2 separate regions of the Pan troglodytes genome follow, and region 1 is linked to region 2. A link is a contact called in public Hi-C data. All regions are on one chromosome and are shown on one strand. Each heading gives the region's core, a stretch centred on a gene start, on an enhancer-like site or on the middle of the called end of the contact. The rest is flanking DNA. Distances are from core to core; before and after follow the strand shown.

Region 1 (7,206 bases), core at 1,873-4,372, 54 kb after region 2:
ATGACCTTTAAACCTTTGTCTTTCTTCAATCTCTCCCATCTTTTAAACACCCTATATACTCATAAGTTGTTAGAAACCAGTACCATCTTTTAAAGTCCTGGCAACTGTACCGTATTTTAATAAACACCATTCCCTAATTGATTTGCTTCTGAAATAGATTATTGAATACCTTTCAAACATTGAACATGAAGAGACAAAAAACTCTCTTAATGGCAGTGATTTTAGTAAAATCGATGGATGTTTTGGCTATCATCACCTAAGTGTCTACCATGACCAAACACTGATGTCACCATTTAAGTAACAAATCAGGAAGTTTTGCTAAATGAGAATTAAATTTGCCTAGCCCTCCTTCCTTATCTGGTTTGATGCAAGCAATTTCCCTCTCAGCAATACATTTACTTTCTAGATGTAAGAGAAAAACTGAAAATTTACATCCTGACATCCACTGTGATGCAGAGGTGGACCTGACAATTTGGACAAGTCAGTCTCTTTCATCTTCCTATGTCAGTTCGAATGGGCTTTTAAGGTAAACTACTATCTAAACTTTTTTTTTTCAGTTACAAAGCTAAAAGATGACCCGTATTAATAGCTTAACAGGAAACAAAGTTTTGCTGAAAAACATTTTTGTGGATAAGCGGGGCTTCAAAAGTTGGTTAAATTAGTTAGTATTAGACACCCACATATTGGGTGACAAATTGGTCTAAACTGACCTTAGAAAAGGCAGTTGTAGTGGCAGGTTTCTAGAACCTGACAGGTCGCTGATATTAGTATCTAATAGCAGTCCTCTGATCTAGGAGGAAAAATTAAACGTGTCTCTCTTGATACTTAGTGGAGTCAGTAAACAATGTCCTCAGTCTGCGAATGACTGATACTAAGAACCACACCTTCAATTTTCTAGCTCAGGCCCTGGTTTCCCTCCTCCCACTTCCCTCCCAACCCAGGCAGGTTATTACAGACAAGCAGGCAGTTACGTTGCTTCAAAATATTTAATACGTGTTAGACACGTAGAAGTTACATTTTTATACAAAAATCAATACAACGAAGGAGAAAATACTGTACAAAAACCTTATCAGCTCCCCCAACCTTTATACAACAAAGACTGGAGTCACCATATCTACAAAACCATAAGGTCTTTCCACTTCGGGCTTCTGTCTGTAAACTCTCATTTAACACTTTTTAAAAGCACTGTGTAGTACTTCTGACCTAGAGCTTTTAAAAATATATCTTTTCTCTATAAACTCCATTATTTCCAAGCTTGAACTCTTCTGTGAAGTTCGTCAAGCTTTTTCTCCCCTGCGGGGAAGCAAAGGACCGTTAATACGCCCCTTTCCTAGAGTAATCACAGGATATAAACGTTTCTTCATTGGGAGAGAAAGGTGGGGAGGGACAGAAGGAATCCAAGTCTGTGCTCTTGGCTAAATCCCTCTCGTCTTAGGAAATCCTGTGCGGAAACGCCACTCCTGGCCCTGAAGCGGGTCTAGCTTTCCGGTGAGGGGTGGGTGTAAAGTCCCTCCCTCCCCGGAGAACGAATGGGGAACTCCCCGACCCAAACCTTTTAGCCGCTTCCTTCTCCACGCAGCCGGCAGAGGAAAGTCCCTGTCTGCCCCCAATCTCTTAAACCCTGGGGAAGGAGTGGTGCATTCCAGAAGAGCAAAATAGTCTTAATGCCACAAGACAAACTTACATACACAGACATACACAAACACAAAAGTTAACGATCGTCCTCTTCCAATGAGCCTCAAGCTCCCAGGTCTCCAGATAAGCCAGATGCGCCCGGGGGCAGTTTGCGATGCCCAGAGGCAACCAGTCTGCCCAACGCGCTCAGCGCCCGCGGTCTCTGGGCGTCCTCGCAGCCGGGAAGGGCCTGGCCCTCACTTCGGGGACGCCCGCTGCTCCACCTCCTCCCCGCAGGGGGGCCAAGGGCTCAGAAAGCCACGATGGCTGTGCTCCAGGGGTTCATGTCTCTCAGCACCGGCTTATCGCAGCAGATCTGCCCGGGCTCGGCGGCTTCCGGACCGCTCTCCTCTCCCTCCTCTTCCTCCCTGCCGCCCCCGGGGCTTTTCCGTAGGAGTCCCGAGAAACTGGAACCGAAGATGCTGATGAGGTTAGCCACGTTCCCGGTCTCCATCTCCTCCGCGTCGTCGTCCTCTCCTCCACTCGGCGGCTGCTCTAAGTTCCGGCGGGGCTTCTTGAGCGGGGTCGAGCCGGGCGCCGGGCAGCCCGCTGGGCCGCCGCCCACCCCCGCCGCGCAGCGCTTCCTGGGGCACACCGCGGGCGGCGCGGGGGGCTCGTCCTCGGCTGGTCGCGGCGCGCAGCAGCAGGCAGCGCGGGGGGTCGCGGCCGGTGTACCCGGCGGGTCCTCCCCGCCTAGGGGGCAGCCGCAGGGGCGGCGCGCGGCACGAGATACCTCAGGAAAGACGCCCCAGCCTCCGGCGGTACCCTCGGCTTCTCTGGCTGCCGCCTGGCGCGGCCCCTCCACGCGGCTCCAAGCAGCTTCCGTCGCGTCCGCCTCTCCGCCCTGAAAAACGTCCCCGACTCCAGTCACCGTGGCCACCGGCACCTCGTCCCCTACCCGCGGCGCGTCTGAGACGGAGGAGCGCTCCGGCTGCGGCTCGGTCTCCGGCCAAGAGGCACGAGCGGCGGGCGGGGGCGGCTCTCCCCAGCCGGCGGGTGGCCCGGCCGCCGGCTCCCCGGGCTGCTGCTGCGGTGGCGGTGCCGGGGTCCCAGCGGGACCGGCCAGGTAGAGGCCGGGGCACGGGTCGCTCAGGTAGACTTGGCGGGCGCTGCGCAGCACCAGCGAGACCAGGAGGTTCTTATGCAGCTTGATGCCGCCGCGCTGGACCCGCGAGTTGTAGATCTTGCCCAGAGAGATGCTGACGATGCGGTGAGCCTCCAGCTTGAACTCCATCCTGCTTCCCCTGCACAGGGCCGTCGGCGCCGGGGTGACACGTTTGGAAATTGGGAGGGAACGGGAGGCGCAAACAAGTCCGCCCCCTGGGCACACCCTCGATCACCTAAGACTCCGAAGAGAAACGACTCTGGTGACGCGCGCGCAGATCTACTAACCTCTCCACACAAGACAACTTCCCCGTTTCGGGTCCGGTCGCTAAACAGGGCAGCCCGGCAGCCTCGCGTCTTATATAGGCTCCTCGACCGCCAATCACGAAGGGCCGCCAACCGTTCCGGGGCTGGCCGGCGCGCCCTCGTGCGCCGCGCACGGCCAATCGGAGCCCGAGGAGGGGCGCCAGGGCCCGTTCGAACGTTAGTCCCGCGGAGCAGGCTCTTAAAGGGGGCGACGGCTTGCGGCCGCAGACCAGGCCCGTGGGGAGTGAATGTTGGGGACGGTGCTCGAGAGCGCTACCGTTTGGAGTTACAGATTCTGGCTTGTGCGATGGCTTGCCGGAACCAAAGCGAACAAAATATTCGAACTTTCTTCCGAACACGGTGGTGGACTCTGTTCTGCCATAAAGTCCTGATCCTTCCCGGATCGACTCCGCCCTCACCAGCCACGCCACCGTTTCCAGGCCGGCCACACCTGTAAGCGACCCCCCTCAACCCTGGCAAAAATAGAGATGGTGGCCATACGCGGCGGAGGACACCCCTGGATAACAAATAGTATTACTGCAAAGTATTTGGCAATCATTATTTTTGGATGAGCCGCTTTCCCCGCTAGAGTCACATACACTCTTAGCAGCTGTCAGTTCTAACCCCAAAGGAAAGGGGGATTCCAGAAGTTTTTGGCTAGGTTTTTGGCTTCTTATCAAGGAATCGTGTCTAGATACAAAGTTATTGGTTGTCCTCTAAAGCTGGCATCTTTCACTTTGTTCTCTAGATTCTAGAACAAACCCAGTTATCAAATAAGTTAAATGGAAGATGTTACAGGTTCTCCACAATGATTTTTTTTCCTTTTTTTTTTCATTTCCATTTTTCCATTACAAGGACTGACCCAGTCCACCCTTGGAAAAATCGAGCAAGTTCTGAAAATAAAAAGAAAGAAGTCCTGTGTTCCCATGATGATGTCATAATTTCATTTCGTGTCAAGGTAAAAATATAGTGCTAGGGAGTTCCAGAATTTTCTGGTCAGTCAACAACTTAGTCCATCTACTGGTCCTTATAAGTATATCAGGACACAATTACCACGGGGTTGCCCAGGGTCCTGGACTGGAAACATGGAGTCACTTCCAGTTAGTTCCACCGAAGCTCCACCACAGACCTGCCTGAGGACTCTGGGTAAATAACCTCAGGCCGCTTCAATGTCTCCACTGCTGAAAAGGGGGAAGTCACATACACATCTGCTTTATTGTACAGACGATAAATGACAACTTCTCAGCCACAATCTGAATGAGAAAACTAAGCACTGCTTTCTTGGAGTCCATGTGGAACCCTGGGCCTGATCCTGCCCCGGGGTTGGTCAAGCAATGAATTTATTTAGGAAAAATACCAGTGAAGAGTGGGCTTGATCATGACCAATTCACAATCTCCAGAGGATGTGATGGCTCAATAGCATTACCTGTGCCCACAACTGATGGTAACTGAGACAGCAGGCTCTGAGACCCAGAGTTCCTCCCCTCTAGGAATTTTCAGCCCACGTAGAGGAAGAGATAAAATAATGACACAAATAATTACAAAACCAAATAGCATATATTGAGTAATGACGCAAGAATTTTTCTCTTCTCTTTTTCTTTGCAAGTTATTAGTCACTATAAAGCAATGGCTAAGAGCACAGGCTGAGGAGGCTGGCTTCCTAGGTTGGAATCCCAGCTTCACCTTTCACTTGCTGCATGGCCTCTGGAAAATTATTTCACTTCTCTGTGCTGCTGTCTTTTTTATTACAAAATAATCAGCCGGGTGTGGTGGCTCACGCCTGTAATCCTATCACTTTGGAAGGACAAGGTGGGCGGATCACTTGAGATCAGGAGTTCAAGACCAGCCTGGCTAATATGGTGAAACCCTGTCTCTACTAAAAAAAAAAAAGACAGTAATTAGCCTGGCATGGCGGCAGGTGCCTGTAATCCCAGCTACTCGGAAGGCTGAGGCAGGAGAATTGCTTGAACACAGGAGGCAGAGGTTGCAGTGAGCCGAGATCACACCATTGTACTCCAGCCTGGGCAACAGAGTGAGACTCTGTCTCAAAAAATACAATAAAATAAATATAAATATAATAATAATAATGCCTACCTCTTAGAGTTTTTGTGAGGGTAGAACAAGGTAGCATATGCAAAGCTCATAGAACAGCACCTGGCATATAATAAGCTATCAATGTAGGCTAGTTCTCAGAACACACTACCCCACATACTACCCTGGGGTGGGAGAAGAGGCTGGGAGAAGAAAGGAACATAGATGGGAGAAAGTTTCACCAAAGAAGTTGTATCTGAAGAGGGTGCTGAAAACCTCTGAGGTAGGATCCACAAGTTCCAAGCAGCAGGAGCAACAGAGTCCAGTGTAGGGAACATCTTACTTTGCAGTTGTGCTGGGTACATGCCCAAAAGCAAGTGGGAAAGGCTAGAAACAGAGGCCGAGGCTGCATGATAGTGGGTTGTGGGTGCCTTGATGAGGAGATAGGACCACAGGGACCTTACTAAAGGTTGTTCAGTAAGGGAAGCACAGAATAGATTCTAGAACAGTTGGTGCATAGAAGAGCACATAAAAAGCTCTTGTGGAAATTTAGGCAAAGGGTTGTGAAGACCTGAACTAGATGGAGGCAACAAGAATGAAGAAACTGGCAGGGCGTGGTGGCTCACGCCTGTAATCCCAGCACTTTGGGAGGCCGAGGTGGGTGGATCACGAGGTTAGGAGTTCAAGACCAGCCCAGCCAGCATGGTGAAACCCCGTCTTTACTAAAAATACAAAAAATTAGCCGGGCATGGTGGCACGTGCCTGTAATCCCAGCTACTTGGGAGGCTGAGGCAGGGGAATTGCTGAAACTCAGCAGGCAGAGGTTACAGTGAGCGGAGGTCGCACCACTGCACTCCAGCCTGGGTGACAGAGCGAGACTCCATCTCAAAAAAAAAAAAAAAAAAAGAGAATGAAGAAACTGAGAGACAAAAGAACTTTAGTGATGATCTGGGATGCCCCCACTCACCCATCCAGGCAGGTTATTGCTAGCGTCAGCCTCTTGCCTTCCATGAAGGCTTTCTGACCCGCCTGAGCTGAGCTTTTCCATCATCCACCACTGTACTCAGCACACTCCTTCATCACTGCCCTCATCACTTTCTCCTGTCATGCCCAGTGTCCCTCCCAGACTATGCCTTCATTGAAGGCAGGAGCCCAGCTCATATTTGTAGCCAGGATATGGTGAAAATACATAACAACTGGTGCAGTACAGGCACTAACCATCAGAACAGGGTCCTGGAGGCCCTTACAATGCTAGGGGTTTGGAGGGCTCCTGCAAGAGGGGCTGCTGGCCAGTAAGGGGGTACTCACGGGCTTAGGGCAGAGGTTCTATCAACTGACATGGAAACATTTCAATACTTTAACAACTGGGTTGGCTGTACCAGTGCATACTGAGTGATTATGCACTTGGATTAATGAATTCCTAATAATAATAATGTTTACCAAGCACTGTGCTAGACATAGTACATGCATTATTTAGCGCATTTATAAAGTTCTGAAAGTAGATATCATTATCTTCATTTACATTTAACCTACTTAAAGCTCCAGTGTGGGGTCATGGGGCTAGATTGCCTGGCTCCTGTTCTCACTGCTGTGTGAGCTTTGGAAAGTCATCTCACCTCTAGGTGAAATGGGAAATCCATATTTTAGTTTGCTTATATAGGCAAGTTATTTAACCTCTTTGTGCCTCAGTCTCCTGTGAAAAATGGGAATAATAAAAATAACTAAATTGCTTAGTACAGTTCCTAGCACCATATAAACACTTATAATTCTTAGTTATTGTTGTTATTATGGTTATTGTTATCACACCAGTGCCTAGCACAGTTCTGAACACATAGTAGGTACACTCTTAGTACTTGTTGAATTTTTAATGCTTTTTCTGCTGTACCACATAATAGGTGCTTAATAAATGTCTGATGACTTTCAAGTTGCACATTATCACTGTCATTATCAGGATTTTCTTTGATCCTGAGCGAACGAAATGGAACCTTTAGAACTCATGTCTGGAGGGCCCGAGTTCTTATGATCAGGAAACTTCACCTCCACCTACCAAAAAAAGCAGGACGATAGCATATTCTTTTCAGATTCAGCAAG
Region 2 (6,860 bases), core at 2,009-4,508:
AATCCATTGAATAAAACAAGATTCCCTACTGAAATAAATATGCAAATGAACATAGAAAATGGGAAAGCTTTGTATTACAGTAGCCCACCAACTAATAAAATGAAAAGGAATGATGGAAATAGAAAACCATAATTTGGAAACTGTCATAGTTGTGGTTGATTCTGGCAGGAGACATCAATGGAGGCTAAGATTGGGAGATGCAAGTTTGATAAAGAACAGGATTATCTCCCCACAAAATGCCATCAATTTAAAGGGGGTAAATGGGGTCTTTATAGGAGAGAAACCTGGCAGACAAATGTTGGTACGTGACTGGTGATCAAAATAAACAGTTCCAGTTGTGGAATGGATTGACATCCTATGTCTCCTCCTTCCACCCCACGCAATTCGCTGAAATGAGAATAGCATCATTTCTGTGGTGTTCTTATCAAGGGAGCATGACCCAAGTCTGGACACCAGGACATTAGACAGACCCAGGGACGTCCTGCAGAATGAATGGTTTGTACTCTTTAAAACAGCTGATGACATGAAAGACAGGGAAAGACTAAGAAACTGTTTCAAATTGGAGAAAACTAAAGAGGCACAAGAACCATGCAACTTGTATTCCTGGATAGGATCTTGGACTAGAAAGGAAAAAGAGACATTGTTGGGACAGCTTGAAAATTTTGAATGGGGTCTGTGGATTGGATGGCAGATGTGTCCAAGTGCAAGCCCTGACTTGAAAGGTTCTATGGTGGCTATGTAGGAGATTATATAGTCCTAGTTCTGTAATAAATGATTTAACATGGCCAGGTGTGGTGGGTCATGCCTGTAATCCCAGCACTTTGGGAGGCCAAAGCAGGCAGATCACTTGAGGTCAGGAGTTCAAGACCAGCTTGGCCAACATGGTGAAATCCCCGTCTCTACTAAAAATACAAAAATGGCCCTGGCATGGTGGCGGGTGCCTGTAATCCCAGCCACTCAGGAGGCTGAGACAGGAGAATCGCTTGAACCCAGAAGGCAGAGGTTGCAGTGAGCCAAAACTGCACCACTGCACTCCAGCCTGGGCGACAGAGTGAGACTCTATCTCAAATAAATAAATAAATAAATAAATAAATGATTTAACAGTTTGCCAAGGACCAAGGGAACAGCTTCCTCACTTCACACAACAGGACATCTAAAGATACATTTGAAACATCTTCATCCTTTGTTTATTTTCTAATATAATATGCTGAACTCTATCTAACATCATGGCATGGCCCCAACATCCTCATTGGCCATTTGTCTTTCAGTCTATCGCTAAGAATTTATCTTCTTCCTGACCTGCTACTTCCTGGTTTTCTAACTTCAGGAGCTTTTTGTTCATTGAGGGTGCAAGCTTTTATTCTGCCTTGAAGCACTCTCCCCATTAGCTAGGAGATTTTTTGACAAGAAAGGTGTATCTAAGCCCATTTTCTGTAAAATCTGTCATTGCCTAAGTGGTACCCTGCTGCTTGAGTCCTCATTCGTCTCCATGGCAATGTTCTGAAACTAGTCTGCTTGTGTAAGTTCAAGGCCCATCAAATTATTTACCCTAACAGAGTCTTTGTATCCCACCAATGCACACACAGACACATTCGGTGCATCATAGCAGCAACCTTCAAAAACGTAGCCACAGTTTGGTTTATATTCATTTCAGAAACAACCTCATCTTTTGAACTGGATAGTCCACTCATCAGCTGAGCTTCGTTTACTCATCCATTCATTCATGTGTGTGGGCTTAGTGAGGGTTGACATAAAAACTTACCTCTTCCTTGGGGGCTGGAGTAGGAATCAGGGATGGCTTCATGGAGGAGTAGTTAGCTGACCACTGAAGGAGAAGGGCTTTCCTGACAAAAACAAAGCACAAAAGCATGGAGCTGTGAATGAGATGACCAGGCTGGGGAATGGGGTGAAGGAGGGTGGTAATGAGAGGTACAGAGGAGAGGCAAGAGAGAAGGATGGGAACACTCTCCTAAGTATAAAATACTGAGAAATTGGCACTTTTCTTTAAGGCACTGAGGAAGATTTTAGGAGGAAATGCAGCATCCTCTGATTCATGTTTTCAAAAGCTCTCATTTGCTGCTGCACTGAGGTTTGATTAAAGGGTAAAGTCTCAGGGGCAGAAACACACTGACGAGGGCCTGAGCACACCACAGAGTGAGGGTGCATGGTGGAGATTCAGGCACCACTTCAGAGGCAGGCTGGGGAGGACCCAGTGACCATCAGATGGAGGAGAGAGGGACACTGCAGGGATTTCTGAGCCTGTTTAATGTCCAAGAAGGGAGAGTGTGGGAGAGAAGATAAAGAGTTTCATTTGGTACAGTTTGAGGAGTCTCTGAGACATTTAGTAATAAAATTAGATTTTGGCACACCCCCTGTCCTCCAATTTCCCCACACCCTTCATTCTCTATCACAGGGATGAAGCAACCTGATGAGCTCATCTCCACTGAGGTTGAATTAAGATTTAAAGGTTTAACCTGTGACTCCCCAACAGGAATTGCATTTTCATTTAACAGGAGTACCACTTAGCCAATCTTAATCAAAGGAAGGACTCTCTTACAGCAAAATTCCAGGCAATGTGATGAGCAAGTTGGGGAGATGTTTTCAGGCAGGGAGATCTGCCAAACACCCCTCAAATCACATGACAGAGGCTACAGCTACAAACTGTCTTAGTGAAGAGAATTCCCTGTTGAAGTTTCCCCTTCATTCCAAAAAACCCAGATCATCCCATAGACAAAGGGATCTTCCTCCAGGCAGGACGATGATCTCTTATGGTGGGGTGGCGGGACAGCAGATGTCACAGAGGCCTGGGGTCACTGAGTTCAAGTCCTGGGTCTGCCATTTATTGCTGTATAATCTTGGGCAGTTATTTAATTTTTCTCTAAGACTCGACTTCACCATCCATTAAACAGGAGTTCAGAGCATTTGCCTCTGAGGCTGTTGTGAGCCCAGATTTAAATCACATGGTCACTGTAAACACTAGTTCCTTCTTCTCCCACCCTCACCTCCCCCAACTTATTACTTCAGACTTGAAACACCATCAGTCATTCTCACTGCCTCCACCATTTATTTCAGTGTCTTTCAACACCCAATTCACTTAGAGAAGCCTAATTTTCTTCCTGTTCATGCGCTATTAGCTGCTCTGACAACTCTAGGTGATGAAAACCCATTTGTGTGGCACAGGCTGAGCCTCCACACCCAGCGGAGCGGGCTGTGTCTGCGAGCCGCCTGCAGGGGGCAGCATCGGGCAGCGTAAGGCAACGCCAGGGCTCCCTTGTAAAACGCTGGGGTCGGTCTGGGGAGGGCCGCAGAGAAGGCGTTTGAATTCAGACTCCAGCTGACAAAGGATCCATTTTACTCCATGCGGGTCTGACGCAGTCTGTCAGAGAGTCAGGTCTTTGGTAAACAAGAGTGCAGGGAGTGGCTATCCAAAAGCAACCCCGACCCGCGCAAGTCCAGCAGCGTTTTTCCCAAACCCACACCGGGACTAGGTTACCTTTTAATAAGCACGGGTGAGAGAAGCAGAAGACATCTCCTTATGGACTCACGGGGCCCTTGTTGCGGATGCGCCTTTCACCCCCAGTGAAGTAGTGGGAGAGAGCCCTTGACAAGGCAAGAAGGGGAGCTTAACCTCCCCCTCCCCATAAGCATTTTTAGATTTTCCCACACACTCAGCCCCTTCGAGGAGTCCTGGAGAAAACAAAAGAAACAGACACAGATGCTGATTCTAAAGAAGCTATTAATATTGTTGAAAAGACATGCAGATGTGAAGCTGGGACGCAAGGGTACACATGATCATGCTCTGTTTCTGAGAAAGCCTGGTGGCTCCGTGTCCCCAAAGCCCCAGGATGCACAGGCCAACCTGGGATGAATTTCTATGATTCGTGAATTTGTTGACGTGGAAAAACAAAGGGGCAGAATGTTTAAAATCAATCAAGCCTGCCCTGGAAGTCCAGAATATGGGATCGCCGAAGGGACAGATGATCAGAGCTGTAGGAATTTGAGGAAGGGAGCTATTGATGAATGTGGTGTTAAGTGGCCTGGACAAGCCAGTGGACTTGGTCATTCCTGAGAGCCTCGGGCCTCTGTGCCAATGAGAGACACTCATCACCCACTCTCCTATTGACTTTGGCTGGGGAGGGGAACTGCTATGTCACCATGACATCATCACCTTCCAGGAATCATCGAGTCAGCCTCAGTCCTCGAGGCCCCGGAAGTGGAGGCCCCAAGGCAGGACCCACTCACTTCCTCCTAGCCAAAGGCCAGGGGAGAAGGGGCTGCTCCCCGCAGAGCTTTGGGCCTGTTTTTCACCACCCTCTCCCAGTACTCAAGGCAGCCAGGACCTGACCCAGGGTAGGTCAGCTTTGCAAAGAGACAGACATCAGCATGCTGCCAGCTGCACCACGCCCACCCACACTCTCACACTGTGGGAGAGAGGCCCCCAGTGGAGAATGGCAGTGGCTGAGAGTTGAAATGCAAGCATCCCTGGTAGAGGTCGGGCTTGTAGCTTTGCCAGTCCTTCATACCTCCTTATGTACATGAGCTTCTAAGGGAAAAAATGTGATGGAGGAAGGAATTAGGAATGAAGTAAGAGGGAGTGGGGGCTGGCAGGAACAAGTGCAGAAAGCCGAGGTGGGGAGGGCTAAAAGGAAACCTGTGCCCACTTCATAGCTGAAGGTCACTGCAGATCTGGTGTCACCTGCAGATAGTCATGGGGGGAGGCAGATCGGTCCAGGCCCATTCCTTTCCCGAAAGACAGTGAGCACCACACAGCTCAACTCATCCCATGGCCAGAAGCCCAGGTACAGCACCAGAGGGTATCCACCTGTGGCCCTCAGGGGGTGACTTCCTCTTGCCCTTTCCTCCAGCATAGTCACAGGTGCCTCCCCCATCTTCCCCATATCAGAACTTTCCCTTCTCTGCTAAGAGGATTCAAACCAGTATCTGTCCACACCACATCAGCATCTGTTTCATCTTTTCATTAAACTCAGTGTTCCGTTGCTCTGTAAGCTGGTCTTAGGAAAAAGAAAATTAACCAGTAGGCAATAATAAGATTTGCTAGCATGGCAAACATCCTATACTCCTCCTACCCCCACTAACACACACACACACACATACACACACACACGTGTGCACACACACAATTGGCCATGTTTACTACATTGATTCACTTAATGCCAACAACACCCTGCCAGGTAAATATCTCCATCTTCCAGCTGAGAACACTGCAGTTCAGAAAGGGAAAGGAAGTTCTCCAGGGCACACAACTAGTGAGTGACAAAGCCAGTCTCAGAAGCCAGGTCCGTCTGTCTCCAAGGAGCTGGGATCTTTGCATTTGGGTACTCTGACTCAAAATAGGAGCCTCCTCTGCCTCTGAGTCAGAAACTTTAAAATTAGAATTTCATTCAGCGATTCACAAAATCTTAAGGTTGGAAGAAATGTTGAAGGTTGTCCAGGTCCATGACCCGGCAGACATCTGCCTCTCCTGCATAGCAGTGTTCTGGCTTCTGCTTGGATGCTCCATATCCAGGAAGTGTCCTGGTTCAGCCCATGCCGGTTTAGAATTATTAGATGGTTCTAGTGGTTTTGGAGCTGAACTCTCTCCCTATAACATCCATGCATTGGGTCTCCTCTTGGGAACATACAGAACCTAAGCAGTGTCACCCCTAAATTCTCTTTCACCAGACTGTGTGTTCTCGAGTCCTTGCAAGCTGCTCTTATGTGGAGGTTTCTCCCCACTCTCCTCTGTATGGGGGTCTGGTTTGTCTGTTCAGTCTCGAAGGGAGACCCAGCATGACTGTAATTCTCCGGAAGGGAGCTGACCAGCCCTGAGAAGAATGGGACCAGGTTCCACTGAGGAGACTGTAACTTGTTCATTTATTTACAGATCTTAATACACTGGGGACTCATTTTGACCTTATTATGAATGAAAACCCTTAAATGCCTTTCCCATATGCTGTCCCTAAGCCACACCCTTTCCTGCCCCTGTGCGGCTGGGTTTGAGATGCTTATAACCTGTTCTCTCGGGTTAGGCAATGGCCTGAACATGCTCTTGTATGGTCTGACCAGCCCCCTGCTGCCCGGGCCTCTCCTCAGTGCTCCCTGGCACTGCTGACCCTCTAGGGCCCAGCCACATCCTCCCTCTGGCCCTGCTCTTGTTGTCCACTCTGAGGCTCAGCCATGGGGCCTCCTAGGCCCACCTCTGCAGCACGCTGGCTCTTAATTCCCAGCCTCCTTATGCCCCACAGGGGGCACCTGGGAAGTCGCGGATATACCTTCATGCAGGTCGTGGAGAAGCAAGGGCCACTGTCTCAGCCCTTCCTCTGACAGGACACAATTTGCCAGCATTTCCACCATGCCGGGGCTGCCCTGCAGACACCTGCAAGGGACTCTCTTCCCAGATATCCAAATGGGAAGTAGGCGGCAGGCCCCTCTACTTTCTACCTCCTATCTACCTATGTAGGCTATTTCTACCACCTTGCCCCTACCCTTAGTTCATGGGTGGTGGGTGGGGCACACAGCATGGTACCCTGCTCCCTCATTGTGTCAATCTCCCTCCAAGCCTCTCCCAGCACCAGCTGGGTTTTTCTTCCTTCCTGTGGGGCAGGCACTTCCTTTGTATGGAATCCTCTGTTCTCTCCACTGTGGCTTCACACATCAAGCCATGCTCAGATCCCCCCAGCTCTGCTCTGGATTTACAGAAGGGATCTTCTTGGAAAGTAGAAAAAATATATCCCTCTTATTAACCAGGCTCTCAAAATTATTGACTATTAGCTTGCTATGGACTTTTTAAAATCTAGTTTGAAGCACAAAACTGAGGAGGGCTTCTCTGTTCTAGGATGTTTGGGGCTTCCCTAAAGCCA

The links. Hi-C and Micro-C count contacts between places; a contact is called where the count stands out from the background.
Region 1: a contact with region 2 is called in a Hi-C map of stem cell-derived neural progenitor cells, with 5 times the contacts expected there. The contact joins the promoter of IER5 here to the enhancer-like site in region 2. A contact is called at or near these places in 5 of 7 Hi-C or Micro-C datasets (blood, induced pluripotent stem cells, a lymphoblastoid cell line and 1 more), 1 of 1 datasets of contacts at active chromatin or transcription factors (stem cell-derived excitatory neurons) and 1 of 1 other capture datasets (stem cell-derived neural stem cells).

The regions. Positions count from the first base shown.
Region 1 is chr1:68,044,157-68,051,362 of NHGRI_mPanTro3-v2.0_pri, forward strand. IER5 (immediate early response 5) reads right to left here and starts at 3,123. Exons shown (of 1, transcript XM_016933680.3): 1 at 968-3,123. The coding sequence starts at 2,908. The coding sequence ends at 1,925.
Region 2 is chr1:67,989,858-67,996,717 of NHGRI_mPanTro3-v2.0_pri, forward strand. No RefSeq gene overlaps it. Among named protein-coding and RNA genes, the nearest start is that of IER5, 54 kb to the right of the region's middle. Within about 2 kb of position 3,259, at least 10 of the 24 cell types and tissues checked have an H3K27ac peak or open chromatin away from gene starts, as enhancers often do. A contact at or near this core is called in stem cell-derived neural progenitor cells and stem cell-derived neural stem cells, where this site is marked.